Linked DNA regions of Mus musculus: region 2 is linked to region 1. A link is a contact called in public Hi-C data. All regions are on one chromosome and are shown on one strand. The core of a region is the stretch at or near the end of the contact, and the rest is flanking DNA. Distances in the headings are between cores, read along the strand shown.

Evidence for each region. Hi-C and Micro-C count contacts between places; a contact is called where the count stands out from the background.
Region 2: a Hi-C map of cerebellar granule neurons shows a contact between it and region 1, with 2.1 times the contacts expected there. The contact joins the enhancer-like site here to the promoter of Pclo in region 1. A contact is called at or near these places in 2 of 39 promoter capture datasets (hippocampal neurons and second pharyngeal arch cranial neural crest), 3 of 484 Hi-C or Micro-C datasets (brain, cerebellar granule neurons and nephron progenitors) and 2 of 115 datasets of contacts at active chromatin or transcription factors (forebrain and stem cell-derived neural progenitor cells).

The regions. Positions count from the first base shown.
Region 1 is chr5:14,510,713-14,518,235 of GRCm38.p6, reverse strand. Pclo (piccolo (presynaptic cytomatrix protein)) reads right to left here and starts at 3,318. Exons shown (of 25, transcript NM_011995.4): 1 at 2,776-3,318. The coding sequence starts at 3,014.
Region 2 is chr5:14,747,588-14,755,110 of GRCm38.p6, reverse strand. Pclo (piccolo (presynaptic cytomatrix protein)) reads right to left here. Exons shown (of 25, transcript NM_011995.4): 10 at 4,507-4,632. Among named protein-coding and RNA genes, the nearest start is that of Gm52805, 150 kb to the left of the region's middle. Within about 2 kb of position 4,285, at least 2 of the 459 cell types and tissues checked have an H3K27ac peak or open chromatin away from gene starts, as enhancers often do. A contact at or near this core is called in cerebellar granule neurons, where this site is marked.

The sequences.
Region 1 (7,523 bases), core at 2,069-4,568:
CTCATGAATAAAATGAAATGTAGTAATAAAATTGTCTTTCACTACTGGGTCTTTAATAAATCAACATTCTGAAGAATTTTGTTTGTAATCTTATTCTGATTCCAGATGAAGTTATTCATGTTTAATTCTACTTCCTTTTTCATTTTTACTATTGCCATTCCCAGATTAGAACTTCTCGTTCATAAGTTAGGAGAGAGACTGTTTCAGATAAAATGATATTTCTGGCATACGCAAATATAATGATGTGGAGGCAGCTGGAATGATGAGATGTTTTTAAATGTAACACAGCAGTCAATGACAATTTGGCAATGCTGAGTCACATAAAATATTCCATATCAGAAATAAAAATAACCTTAGAAATGTATACCCACTTCTATACTAGAGAGAATATAGGATTTCAAAGGCTAAGAGACTAGTTTAAAGTCAGGAACCTAAGTTTTAAAAGTCTGGCCTCCAGCCTCATAATGAGGGTGCTGCTAGGAGGATTCGTGCTCACTTATCCATATGTGAGGAATATAGTTTTGTCTCAAAAGTATTTCTAATAATGAATCCTACAACATACATCTGCGGCCACATTGATTGTTTTCCATGGCTGGCATTGAGATTCCTGGGCTTTATATTTGTCATACTCCTTATCATTAGAAATCCAGAAAAAACAAAAACAAACAAACAAACAAACACACTGTGAACTTCTGGGTTATCCTCAAAATGACTTCCTGAAATAGGTAAGACGGGTCTTATTATATTCCTTAGAGGCAAGGAACCTGAGACACACATGGGTTGAAAAATGCATATTAATTTGCTGTGAGTCACATAAAATCCATGTAAGAATCTGAGTCTTGAGACTGAAAATTCTTACTTCTCAAAAATAAAGCAGAATAAATAAATGCACATCTTTTAAGTTCTTAAAATTTGAAATAATTTGGACCTTCTAGATACACATATATTTAATGACAATGATCCTGAAAGCCTAAGCGACAGGTCAAGTGACTCATTATCATACAGATGCATATTTTCCCAAAAATGGCTTTTATAGAAATATTTCAGCAAAACAAAAATGTGTTACAAAAATCAGAAATTCTTCATGCATATCTTTTGCAAACCATAACCAGTTGCAATTTAGGGCACAGATTGCCTAGTAATAGCCATCCCAAAGTGTCCAGTTGGTAATGGGAAACTCTGGAAGTATTCTGCAGTGCACATACAACCTAAGCAACACATATAGGTGGAATTGTTTCCTCAGCATCTGTTGTGCAGAAGCAAGATAGAAATGCAAACACAAATCTCACTGGCATTTGTATCCATGCCAGACCTGTTGCATGAGCCCCTCTGGAAAAATGATAAATCTGACTAATAAAATCTCTACTCCTCGTTATTATCCCAAAATGACAGACTAAATGCACGCTACCGTTTTTTTCCAAAGTCAGGATTCCAGCAAGTGGAGAAACCCAGCTCACCTTGTAAATAAAGAAAAAGGCCAAAACCACAGTTTTAAACAATAAGTACATTTCAAATTCGGGGGCTAATTTGTACGCTAGTGTTTTCTTTCATATTAAACAGGGGTTTTTACCTGACAGAGTCCCAACATTTCAGATAATACTTGAAAACAAAATCACTGTCCTTCAGAAATTGAGACTGCTCCTATACTAAGTTCATTATGATATCTGGCAAAACTGCGCACTTATATTTGCATTCTGGCAGCTTAGTTGAATTTTTTTTTCAAGTTTATGAAGTAGATCATTCTACACCTTTCAGTATCTCAAGTCAAGATTGTGGAAGTCCTGTCAGTTGGTTCAAAGGATGTTTCAGGACCATGGATAGACAGATATTTTTTCTGCAGAAGGATGTAAAGTTAAAGTATTTGTTTACAATAACAGAGGTGGAGAAAACAAGATTATACCCTGGGTCCTCTAATTAGAAAACAACTTATTCATTAGGAAAAGGGAAAATAAAAAGCTAGAGAGCAAATTAATATGTTAATACTAAAGATTAGTTTTATAATTGTCCTTTATTTATTTTGTTTTTAACTGAGTACTGAAACCTAAGCTTAAGGTAATACAAATTCGCATGTTCTATAAACGGAAAGTCATTTTTTGCATTATAAAAGAGCAATGGTTTTTAAACTAGCATATGCTAATTCAGAAATACATGTACAGCACCTGCTCTGCTGTGACCGAACCATCTGTTTAATGTTACAAAATATCTTAGGGCCTTCACTGAATATAAAAGGTATATTTAGTCTATGCTTTTCACCTAGGCAGCTCATGTTCTCTAGGGACAGGTTGGGCAGGAAGGACCAGTCCCCTCCAGTGGGCTAAGGGTATTGTTATAAGAATATTTACACATCATTCTCAGAGAAAAAAGACCTCAGAACACTACAGAGGTTTAAGCGTACAGGTAAACAAGCAACCCAGCTCTATCCATTTTTTAAACATCTGTGTTGTATTAATGGAAGATTTCCAGATTAGTAAAAACACCGTAGGGCGTCTCTCCACACCAACCTAGTGGAAAAGGTTGCAAAAGGCCAAGGGGAGGGGAATCACAACCTAAAATCACAATTCCAAGAATGCAACCCATGACTATCCCACCAGAAACTCTACACTGCATCGTTTTTATTCCGCCCATCCAAAAGCTTATGATCGCCTTATCGCCACCCCATTAGGGAGAATAAAATGAAGGGAGGCGACATATATGTACCACCGTGCGGGCACATACACGTACGTGCACGGGAAGCGGTATATATATGCTTGGACCTCTCCATCATGCTGTGCGTGCCTGTGCATGGAGGGCGACTCCGCAGCGGCCGCGGGGACGCTTCCCTTGGGCAGCCCCTGCGCCCTTGACATGACAGCAGCGATCTGTCTCCTCTCCTCCTCGCTCAGCTGGCTCAGGTCCGCCTCCATGCCGGCTGGGATCCCCGGGTGCAGGGCGCTCCCGGAGCCGCCAGCCCCGCCTGCGGCCGCCGCCAACCCTTCGGGGAGCCCTTCCCCTTCCAAGCTCGCCTCGTTGCCCATGGCTCGGCGGGACACGTCCCGGTGCAGAAGCCCGCGGCCGTCCGAGCCCCGCCAGCCGGGGTCCGCCCCGGGGCGTGCAGGCTGCCCAGCCCTGGGGGCTCCGCGCCCTCCCGGCTGCCTGGGGAAGTGGGGCGAGCTCAGACCAGTCCGCAGGCTGTGCCGGCGCCGGGCAGCTCCTCCATGTTGGACAGCGCCAGGGAAGCTTCTCACGCCCTGTCTCCCGGTTGCCTCCTCAGCGCCGGAGCAGCCCAGAAGCAGCGGAGCTCGGCCAGCCCCGCGCCGACGGCCCCGCCCCGCGCCCCGCCCCCTCGCCGCGCCGGTACTGCGCGTGCGCCGCCCCGAACAGGTGATGTCCGCCACGCCTACCCGCCCTGCGTCGCATCGCGCGTAGACGCCTAGACACCGACTTAAAGGCACCAGATGATGCCATGCTAAAAGGCCCGGCGAACTGCGGACACTTCCTTCAGGCATATAGCAGGATGCCTCAACCTGAGTTTTCGCGAGCTCAATTTAGGGGGAAAAGAGCGGAAGGGGTTATGTCTGCAGCTCTGCCTCTTGGGATTTGTAGTTTCTTTTTCTTCCCCCCGCCCCCCTTCACCTCCGAATCCTCCCAAGGGACTGTGAAAGGATTTATAAAATTTCCTAAGAAAGATTCTGGTAACTAAAGATGAGGGAGAAAGAATCCGTCTAGTTTTTAAAGAAAATTTCCCAATATGAGATGAAATGGCCTTTATCTTAGAGAGCTTTACCAGAACAATTAGGTTGACTTTTTCAAAGTGATACATTAGTAAATTGGGAAAATTTTTTGAATGCTTGCACCTTGCGCTGTTTCCTCAACTACACCAATGGAAAGAATTATGGGAAATTGCTCGCCAAGGGAACAACAAATTTTGAAGTCTGTTGCTTTTATGTAAAACTTCTAAGTCATGGTTTCAAGTCTTGTCCATCCATTTTATTATTTCTAATTTAACAAATGTAAAAAGAGAAAAATCTCAGTAGATAAATCTCGTTAATCACACAGCTGCTTAACAACAAAGCTGTCTATATTTTCAGCACCCCACCACCATACTTCTTACTTCTATTCTAGAGTAATTATTCCAATTATTGCTGAGTCTGAAACTCAAAATTTGCTATGTAATGTTTTCTTATAAAGTGTTAAGTCTCAACTTTTAAGCTTAAAGAGATCAAAAGCTAAGAATAAGAAACTGAACTAATACACAGATATGAACATGATCTCACAAGATACATTTCCAAGTTTTGACAAAATTCTTATCTATGAAGTAGGTTCAAACCTTCTACTTTTAAAATAGAAAATTGGCACAGTTACAAAACAATCTGTGTCTAACATTACTAGAGTTAATGACAGCTACTCAACAGAGGAAATTGCATTATTTGTTATGTCACTGGAAACTGATTGACTTTTTGATTCTTTCATAATATATTAGGGATGTGACTTCCAAAGTCAGAGCTTCAAGTCATTCATTAAGATAAAGAGAATGTTTTCACAAACAAATTAAGCCCAAACAATCAGACTTTCTGATAGTCCTACAGGCAAATAGAATATGTGAATATTTTAAAAGGGGAGTTTACTTCAAAAAAGGACATAATTAGGCAAAAATCCTGCATCTTGTAGTATTTCTCTTTCAGAACCAGCAATTGCATGGACATCGCATGGAAATCAGTATCATCTGTAAACGAGTAGGGAAAAGGAAGATTCATATGTTAACTGTTTCTCGTCCTTTGAGAGAATAAAATAATATTTTATGTATGCACATCTGCAAACCACAACCTTCAAGCTGTAGCTTTAGAGTAATGATTGAGGGGAGAAAACAGCATATTAATTTTTATATACTTCTGTAGGTGGAAAGGAACCCGGGAAGTCATAAGAACAAAATCAGATGATGATGTAAGGAAATTAGTAACTAATAGGAATAATATATGGCCCATTTTGGAAAAGTGTAAATTTCCTTTCTTCTTTACACTCTTCCCCTTGAAGAAAATGCCAGCAGACTATGAAAAATGAGTTGTGGAAAATAAATGGACTATTAAATGAGAACTTAGCAATGAGGACATGTTTGGAGTGCTGACTTTCAAAATTGGCTTTGTCATCAAGACCTTACAAACTCTAGGTTTTCCTTTTCAATTGTCTAGCTAGTTTGTTAGTTCTTAGGAAGTGAGTTGTTGAAGTTGTTTTTGAGACAGGGTCTTGTGTAGCCCAAACTGACCTCGGAATGGTGGCATAGCAAAGAGTAACTTCCTCCTGTGGTGCTTGGGTTATTAAATCTGGATCTTCATGCCTACTAGCACTCTACCAACTTGATGTGAACAGAAACTCTAACCCATAGTCAAGTGCTTTCCTTACATGTGTGTAAATATCGCTTTTATTTCCTCGGATGATAGCTGTAACTAATTAGTGTGCATACATAGCTTGGGCTGGCCTCAGAGCATTTCTTTTCCTGTTTTAACTATCCCTAAACCCAGGCCTGGAAGATTCTAGACTCTATACAATAAAATCTTATGTAAACCTGAATCCTGCGGGCTTCTGCTTCCAGCCTTTGTCTGCTAACCTGGGTCTAGTCCTGGAAGCTTCTGGCCTCTATACAATCTAACCTAGACCTAGAATGAACCTCTGAGACCTAGTGTGGAGTAAGCGCATCCTTTCTGGCTCTTCCAGAACTCTTGCTGGTTGGATTAACTCAGCTGTTCTGGTCCAAGCTCATCTCCAAGCTGATGGATTTAAACTGGCTTCCTCTTGGCTTCTCACTGAATTACTCTGCTTAGCCTTGTAACTTTGGCAATATGTTCTTATCTTCTCACTGAAGTATGTCTGCATTCCATCTAGATCATATACATGTAGAAGGTTTTTGGATGTGATCCCTTGCCAGAGCAACCATGTTACTAGATTAAAATGTCTCTACATGTTTGAATTATCCAAAATCTGAGGTGCAACTCAGGCTTCTAATGGGCAGAATTAAAGTGGTGTAGAATGTAATGGAAGTTTTTATTTGGGGGAGGGATTTATCAATTTAAAATGGAAATTGCTGTCACACTAATGACTTTTAAATAAATTTATATTTGACTGAAGATAGTTTCATTCTAATTCATTCAGCCTGATCAGGACACAAGTCAATTTGTGAAATACTCTACGGATGCATACCATATAACCACATAACTTCCTAGCTTTAGAGAATGAAATTTTTTCATTTACTTCTTATCTCATTTTCATAGATTCTAATGTGGTATATAATAATAGTTAGCAACTAAAAATGACTGGAAATATCTTGGACGGCAGTTATTCCAGTTTGTCCATGTTCTTGTAGTTATTCCTCATGCTAAGACTTTTTTTGAAAATCAACACGTCTGTATGAAATACCTGAACTAAAGACTTTGAAAGAATTGAAATTACAGTAGCTTGCAGTTTTATGAGGGAAAGCTGAGGAGAGTTTAGGGGAGGAGGGGCAGATAATGAAGAGCAGGTGAGGAGAACAGGTAGATGCACTTGTGTATGGTAAGATGCACTAAAGATGGTAAGCGGGGTATGCCGGATTGATGACCTGTTGGTCGTAAATGAGTCACAACCATGAAGTCATAAAATCCAAAGCCCTTCCCAGTGAGACTTCCAAATGGCTATCCAAAAGTAAATGAGATTTTTTTCCACCTTTACAAGGACCAAATGTAACCAACTGTCTACCAAAAACCTAAGTGGGAGTATTATGTAATTACAAGTTTGTTCCAGAAGCTTTGTCTTCTCCATGTCCTAATCTCTCAAAGTTCTAAAGCAAGGTGTCAAGATTACAGGACGAAAAGTACAGTTCGTAAAGTTTAGGGTCACAGATAAGGTTACTGAGGCCTCTTAAGCCCCATGACTGAGCGGATCCCTCTGCTCATTATTGTTTCATCAGTGGAACTGATCAACACAGCATCACAAAAGGATCATGATGATGGTGCCATTGATGATGATAATGTTAATTTTAATAGTGATGAGATATTAATATGAAAAAGTGCTATCTAAGTCACATGGTTTTGTGGTTTCTGTTAAATTATATGACTGATTCTTTCAGATTTCACATGCTCTAGTTATACACAATTATCCAAAATTCCCTTTTTTTACTGTGTTCTGTAAGTTTTCTGTTTATTGTATTTATGATTACTTTTAATGTGAAACTGAGATTGAGTTATTTGTTCAAATCTTCCAGATCTACTCTCCTAAACTATAAAGTAGAAAAGTCCAATTAGCTTGAATATTTACATGCATATTTGATGAAAAGCCACAATAAGAATATGTTTTATTCTAATAATAACCAAGTACAAAGTTATATTAAACTATGCAAAACTTACTCAAGACAAGTTTTCTGAGGGATACTTATACATACATCTTAGAAACTGCTCAAGGAAGAGAATGACAGTATCAAAATCATTTGCATGACAGCTGTCTAGATGAAAGGTGTACAGATCCCTGGAGAAAATTTGGGGTCAGAGGTTTAAAAATACTTGTGAGAAATTACAAAC
Region 2 (7,523 bases), core at 3,036-5,535, 240 kb before region 1:
ACCTGTCACTGACCTCTAAGCAACATAATATAGCAAGTATCAGCTAGATTTATATCATATTGGGCATTATATGAACCTAATTAGTAAGGTTCGGTAAGATTACTATAATCTTACATTGGTGGGTATGTATAGATTATACAAAATTTAAGACATTTTAATGAGAGAGAATTTTTTTTTTATCCAAGACTTTGTTCTCAATCAGAAATGCAGAATGACTATTGGAATTCCTCAGTAGCCTTTGTGATGATGAATAATACACTCTTGTTTCTAGTTAGGTATCTGTATTATGTTGATCTTAACTCTTAAACAACAGGAAATATAACAGAAAGGATGTCGATATGCATCATCTAAGCTTTGATTATTTTGCCTCTTTGCCTCTTTTAATGTAGAGGCAAACAGCAAACCTGCCTTGTTGTGGTTGATGTGTAAATTGGCAGTTCTGCGACTGGCTGTTTCATTTAGCACACTCACAACTGAAGTGGAAATCAATCAGAAACAGGCAGCAAATCAGTCCACCAGGGATTCACCTATTAGAAGTTTGTGCCCTTTGCCCTTTCTCAACCACTGAGGACTCACAGTCTTTTGAGGCTTACAGGGGAAAGAACTGTTAATTTGTTTTTTTCATACACATAGAAGCTGCTTTCGGAGGTCCTGCTGCATCCTGCATATAAGCAATCCCAACAAACCCCAGAAATCTGAATTTAAATGCAAAGCCAAATCTAGAAAACAACAAACACACCCAGAGTACATTTATGTAAATTGATGTGCAGCTAAGCTCAAAGTGTTGACTGTATGCTAAAGCTAATATACTTTCATATTCCTTCCTCTTTTCTAAAAAGATAATGAAAACTTATAGGACCATATATTAATGATACCATAAATATTCATGGTTTGCATTGATGGCAGATTATAGCTACAGCCATTGATGTGTTTCTCACAACCCTGTAGAGTCACATTTTAAGTATCTAATTTATAATGAAAATGAATTATAATTCTTTACCTTTTCAGAAATTGGTTGAGCCCTTGCTTTATTAGCACTATGCTAGACACTGAAGACTCAGAAGGAAAAAATAAACTAAAGCAATAACCCCTCCGTCGAAGAAACAAAACAAAACAAAACCAAAACAAAAACAAAAAAAAACCCCAAAACCAACAAACAAAAAATCACTACCATGTCAAGAAAGGTTTGTCCTCAGAGTGGGCCAGGCTTTTATCAGCTTAGCAAATAAACTCGTGATTCTATTGGAATATTAATAACTATGTTGTGAATGTCTGACGTTTGGAAAGGGATGGAGTATCAGTTTGGTAAGAGATAAAATATTATTTTGTAAAGACTCAAGTGTGCTGTGAATTAACATTTTCTGAAGTTGGAATGCTATTGACGAAGCTTCCTCCCATAAAATTGTCTTGATAAAGTTGTTTTTGTTTGTTTGTTTGTTTGTTTTTTGTTTTTTGTTTTTTAGTCAATGAATGATTCCTAATGATACTCTGCTATACCTGTAGACTGGAGCTGAGCATAATTGATATCAGAGAGGTTTCATCCGGCAACTGATTGGAACAGAAGAGACCCACAGCCAAACATTAGGAAGATTTGGGGAATCCCATAAAATAAGAGGAGGAAGGATTATAGGAACCAGAGGGGCAAGGACACCGTGAGAACTGGCTCACAGAATCAACCAACAAGGGCTCCTAGAGGCTCACACAGACTGAAGTGACAATCAGGGAGCCTGCATAGGCCTGAGTGAGGGCCTCTGCATATATGCTATGGCTGTGTAGCTTGATGGTTCTGTGGGAGTGAGCGTTGTCTATGACTGTTGTCTGCTTTTGGGACCCTTTTCCTCCTGCTGGGAGCCTTGATGTGGGGGTTTGTGCCCAGTCTTATTGCATCTTGTGATGCCATGTTTGGTAGAAATCAGTAGAACTGCTCTTTTCTGAAGTGAAATGGAATAGCAGTGGATGTGAGGGAGAGAAGAAGTGTGTGTCTGTCTGTCTGTCTGTATATGTGTGTCTGTGTGTATAATGGGAGGAAGGGAACTATCTTTGGGATGTAATATATGAAAGAATTTTTAAAAAGTGATGTTGATACTATAACATGAAAAGATTTATGATCATTGATCTTGGTATAAAGATCTTAACTGATAGTGGCAAGTTATAAATAAATGGCAACATATGCTAATGTATATATACATTATTGTATATATTACAAATTATTCAAAGAAAATGAGAAAAATACACTAGTTAAAACTCCAATCTCAGTGACCATTCAGAAACATAATATTTTCCTGTTTTTAAATAAAACTGAAGACTTTGTTTTACAAGTGATTTCAAGAGAAGATTGAATCAAGTGTTTGAAAACAAATGGCCACAATAATAGCTTAAGGCAAACACACTGGCAGTTCCTTTGCTTTTCAAAAACCAACAAATCCTTGAAATTGGCATTAATTTATGAGAACTAAAAAAATCTATGTGTCTTGTGATATGCTGTGAATGTACAATGAAGAGAATCGAACAACTAGAGGAAACCTGGAAATAGTTTGGTTACTCAAGAGTCAACAAGGAGTGAGCCATTACCAATGGGTGGTGTAGACATCACCAAAGAGTGCTCTGCTATTCCTGAAACCCAGAGGACAGATGGACAAGCACTGGACATTAGACCCCGGCAGAGCTTGCTGAATAAGGACTTTGCAGTTAAAGGAAATAAAAACAGTCTAAAAATATATTGTGAATAAATTGCCACTCATATCACACCTGAAAGATAATGTCAATTCTATAAGAGCTCACACTGTATATTTGGATCCTCAGAAATAAAAAGATGAATGATTTCATTTTTTTGGAACACATTAGCCATAGAAATTCTATAGATATACATATATAGTCAAAATAAGTTATCTACTTACTACATATTGACCCAACTATTTATAGTTTCTGTAGAACATAAGAAAATAATTTTAAAAAAACTGTAAAGAATTACCCTTAACATCTTGAATAAATGGAATTCAAAACTGAAATAAAATATTTTTTTAAATGAAATAAGAACAGAATCTCTAGTGCTATGATATTGGGGTGATGCTTTATACTAAGAATAAAAACCAAAGTTGCTCCATATACAATCTACAACATTTATGACGTGACATACTCCTGAAATTTATGCTAAAGTACAAGACAGAGTGTATAAAATAGACATATGGGCACATAGCAACAGATAAACCAAACAACACAACAAACAAACAAACAAATAAGATTCTAAAGCAAATAAAGTGGGGTGGGGACTGAATTTGCAGCATTTGTCTTTTCACATTAAATAATCCTAACACGACCAACTGAAAGGCCTGTTGAGAAGTCTCTGATTTGAAGCTGGGATGGGATGTACACAGTTTGCTTCAACAAAGCCAGACCAATGGCGTAAGCACAATCTTTGATGAATAAATATTGTCTGTAATCTGTATATATTCTATAATAATAATTTATCAAAATGCTCAAGGTCTTTGTGTGTTCCATATATTTTACTTAAAATGACAATGAATAAATTTTATAATAGTTAAAGATTGCAAGCCACACATGCAAAATTTAAAGCAATAAGTGAAAACAAAACACTTTCCAAATAAATATTTTATATAGAATAAAAGAGAAAAGTTATAAATATTTTTGGCAAACAATGTATACTCTAAGCAAGATAATATATAGCTCTTGTATATTGCATTTATGTTATAGAATTTATAGATAGAATGTTCACATTATTCCATAAAAACATGAAAATTATCATAATATATTTTGAGAATCCATCCATAAATTTATTGTGTAAAGATGATGAAATACATGTTTGGCACACTGTAAGACCTAGAAAGGTCATTATTTTAAGATGTCCTCAGTGAGGTGAGTAGTGTCTGAAGTAAACAGAACCACATACAGGTGTTGGGAAACTTCTGAAGTGAAGTGGATATTTGGATGTTACTGACCCTGGGGCTGTGTCCCTGCTCTTCCATCAGGAGGGCAGCCATGGTCCTGTCTAAGTTAGCAGACCTGGCTGTGTTCCCAGACACATGGTTGACAGGAGCAGATGGCAGATGGAGTTGGCTTGGGAGCCATCTGTAGCTAGTTACCTGACCTCAACTTCTCTGGAGTCATGTTTTCAATTTTCATAGCTGCTATCAGCATGTTTTCTCTTTTTTAAAAAATAAAATATTAAACTAGATTAATAAAGTACTTTTTAATTATACATCAAAAAATAAAAAAACCTTGACTAACTGAGTTTAAAAAAAAAAAAAAACAACTATCCCAACTGCCAAAAGAACAATGCAAATGAAGGCACACTCTTACTGATGGATACATTTTCTATTATATCGTAATACTTGGTAACATTGCAATGTCAAAATTTTACCATCATTAATTACAAAATTTTCTGATACAAAATGTAAACAAATTTGCACTTTAATTCACATGCAAAGGAAAACATATACAATATGAATACATTTCATTGAATTTTGCTATGACATTTTTAATATTTACCTTCTATAAGTTTCCCTGAGTGTTCTGCACTTCCACCAGGAAGAATCTTAGCAATATAGGCTCCAATTTCTCCACTATGTCCAGGAATTTCTTTACCACCAACAATTCTAATTCCTAGCCCATTACCTGCATTGAAAATTAGCAAAATGTTAGTAATAATTCAAGAAAGAAACTCTTATCATAAAGAGGTTACACAAAATGGGGATAAGATAACCAGAGGCCAAGGAAAACACTGAGAGTAGAAACTGACATCAATCACAAAATTACTTTTTTCTGATTCGAAAATATACAATAAGTTAAAAAGTTATTGGGGCTTACATATAATCTACAGGGATTAGATTATCATTATATGCTTTCTCAAAGTTAGTCATATTTATTCAAAGAATAAATGCCCTCAAATTCAATCAGATTTTTTTATCTTTTTTTCTTATTTTTTCTTATTTTCTTTATTTACATTTCAAATTCTATCCCAAAAGTCCCCTATACCCTCCCACCGCCCTGATCCCCTACCCACCCACTCCCACTTCTTGGCCCTGGCTTTCCCCTGTACTGGGACCTATAAAGTTTGCTAGACCAAGGGCCTCTCTTCCCAATGATGGCCAACTAGGCCATCTTCTGCTACAAATGCAGCTAGAGACATGAGCTCTGGGGGCTCTGATTAGTGCATATTGTTGTTCCACCTATAGGGTTGCAGACCCCTTCAACTCTTGGGTACTTTCTCTAGCTCCTACATTGGGGGCTCTGTGCTCCATCTTATAGATGACTGTGAGCATCCACTTCTGTATTTGCCAGTCACGGCAAAGCCTCACAGAAGACAGCTATATCAGGGTCCTTTCAGCAAAATCTTGCTAACAAATGCAATAGTGTCTACATTTGGTGGCTGATTATGGGATGGACCCCCGGGTGGGGTAGTCTCCGGTTGGTCCATCCTTTTGTCTTAGCTTCAAACTTTGTCTCTGCAACTCCTTCCATGGATATTTTATTCCCTATTCTAGGGAGAAATCAAGTATTCACGAGTTGGTCTTCCTTTTCGATTTTCTTGTGTTTTGGAAGTGGTATCTTGGGTATACTAGGTTTCTGGGCTAATATCCACTTATCAGTGAGTGCATATCAAGTGACTTCTTTTGTGATTGGGTTACCTTACTTAGGATGATACCCTCCAGATACATCAATTTGACCAAGAATTTCATAAATTTTTAATAGCTGAGTAGTACTCCATTGTGTAAATATACCACATTTTCTGTATCCATTCCTCTGTTGAGGGGCATCTGGGTTCTTTCCAGCTTCTGGCTGTTATAAATAGGGCTGCTATAAACATAGTGGAACATGTGTCCTTCTTACCCGTTGGAACATCTTCTGGATATATGCCCAGAAGAGGTATTGCAGGATCTTTCGGTAGTACTATGTCCAATTTTCTGAGGAACTGCCAGACTGATTTCCAGAGTGGTTGTACAAGCTTGCAATCCCACCAACAATGGAGGAGTGTTCCTCTTTCTCCACTTCCTTGCTAGAATCTGCTGTCCCTTGAATTTTTGATCCTAGCCATTCTGACTGGTATGAGGTAGAATCTCAGGGTTGTTTTGGTTTGCATTTCCCTGATGATTAAGGGTGTTGAACATTTTTTCAAGTGCTTCTTAGCCCTTCAGTATTCCTCATTGAGAATTCTTTGTTTAGCTCTGTACCCTATTTTTTAATGGGGTTATTTGAATTTCTGAAGTTCAGCTTCTTGAGCTCTTTGTATATATTGGCTATTAGTCCTATATCAGATTTAGGATTGGTAAAAATTCTTTCCCAATCTGTTGGTGGCCTTTTTGTCTTATTGACAGTATCTTTTGCCCTACAGAAGCTTTGCAATTTTATGAGGTCCCATTTGTCGATTCTTGATCTCACAGCACAGGCCATTGCTGCTCTGTTTAGCATTTTTCCCCTGTGCTCATATCTTTGAGGGTTTTCCCCACTTTCTCCTCTATAAATTTCAGTGTCTCTGGTTTTATGTGGAGTTCTTTGATCCACTTAAACTTGAGGTTTGTACAAGGAGATAAGAATGGATCAATTCCCATTCTTCTACATGATAAACCCTTAGCCAGACTCACTAGAGGGCACAGGGACAGTATCCTAATTAACAAAATCAGAAATGAAAAAAGAGACATAACAACAGACCTGAGGAAATCCAAAACATCTTCATATCCTACTACAAAAGGCTATACTCAACAAAACTGGAAAACCTGTATGAAATGGACAAATTCCTAGACAGATACCAGGTACCAAAGTTAAATCAGGATCAGATTAACGATCTTAACAGTGCCATTTCCCCTAAAGAAATAGAAGCAGTCATTAATAATCTCCCAACCAAAAAAGCCCAGGACCAGATGGGTTTAGTGCAGAGTTCTATCAGACCTTCAAAGAAGACCTAATTCCAACTCTCCCCAAACTATTCCACAACATAGAAACGGAAGGTACTCTACCCATTTCATTCTATGAAGCCACAATTACTCTGATACCTAAACCACACAAAGATCCAACAAAGAAAGAGAACTTCAGACCAATTTTCCTTATGAATATCGATGCAAAATTACTCAATAAAATCCTTGCTAACCGAATCCAAGAACACATCAAAACAATCATCCATCATGACCAAGTAGGCTTCATCCCAGGGATGCAGGGATGGTTTAATATATGGAAATCTATCAACGTAATCCACTATATAAACAAACTCAAAGACAAAAACCACATGATCATCTCATTAGATGCTGAGAAAGCATTTGACAAAATCCAACACCCATTCATGATAAAAATCATAGAAAGATCAGGAATTCAAGGCCCATACCTAAACATAATAAAAGCAATATACAGCAAACCAGTAGCCAACATCAAAGTAAACGGAGAGAAGCTGGAAGCATTCCCACTAAAATCAGGGACTAGGCAAGTCTGCTCACTTTCTCCCTACCTCTCCAATATAGTACTTGAAGTCCTAGCCAGAGCAATTCGACAACAAAAGGAGATCAATGGGATACAAA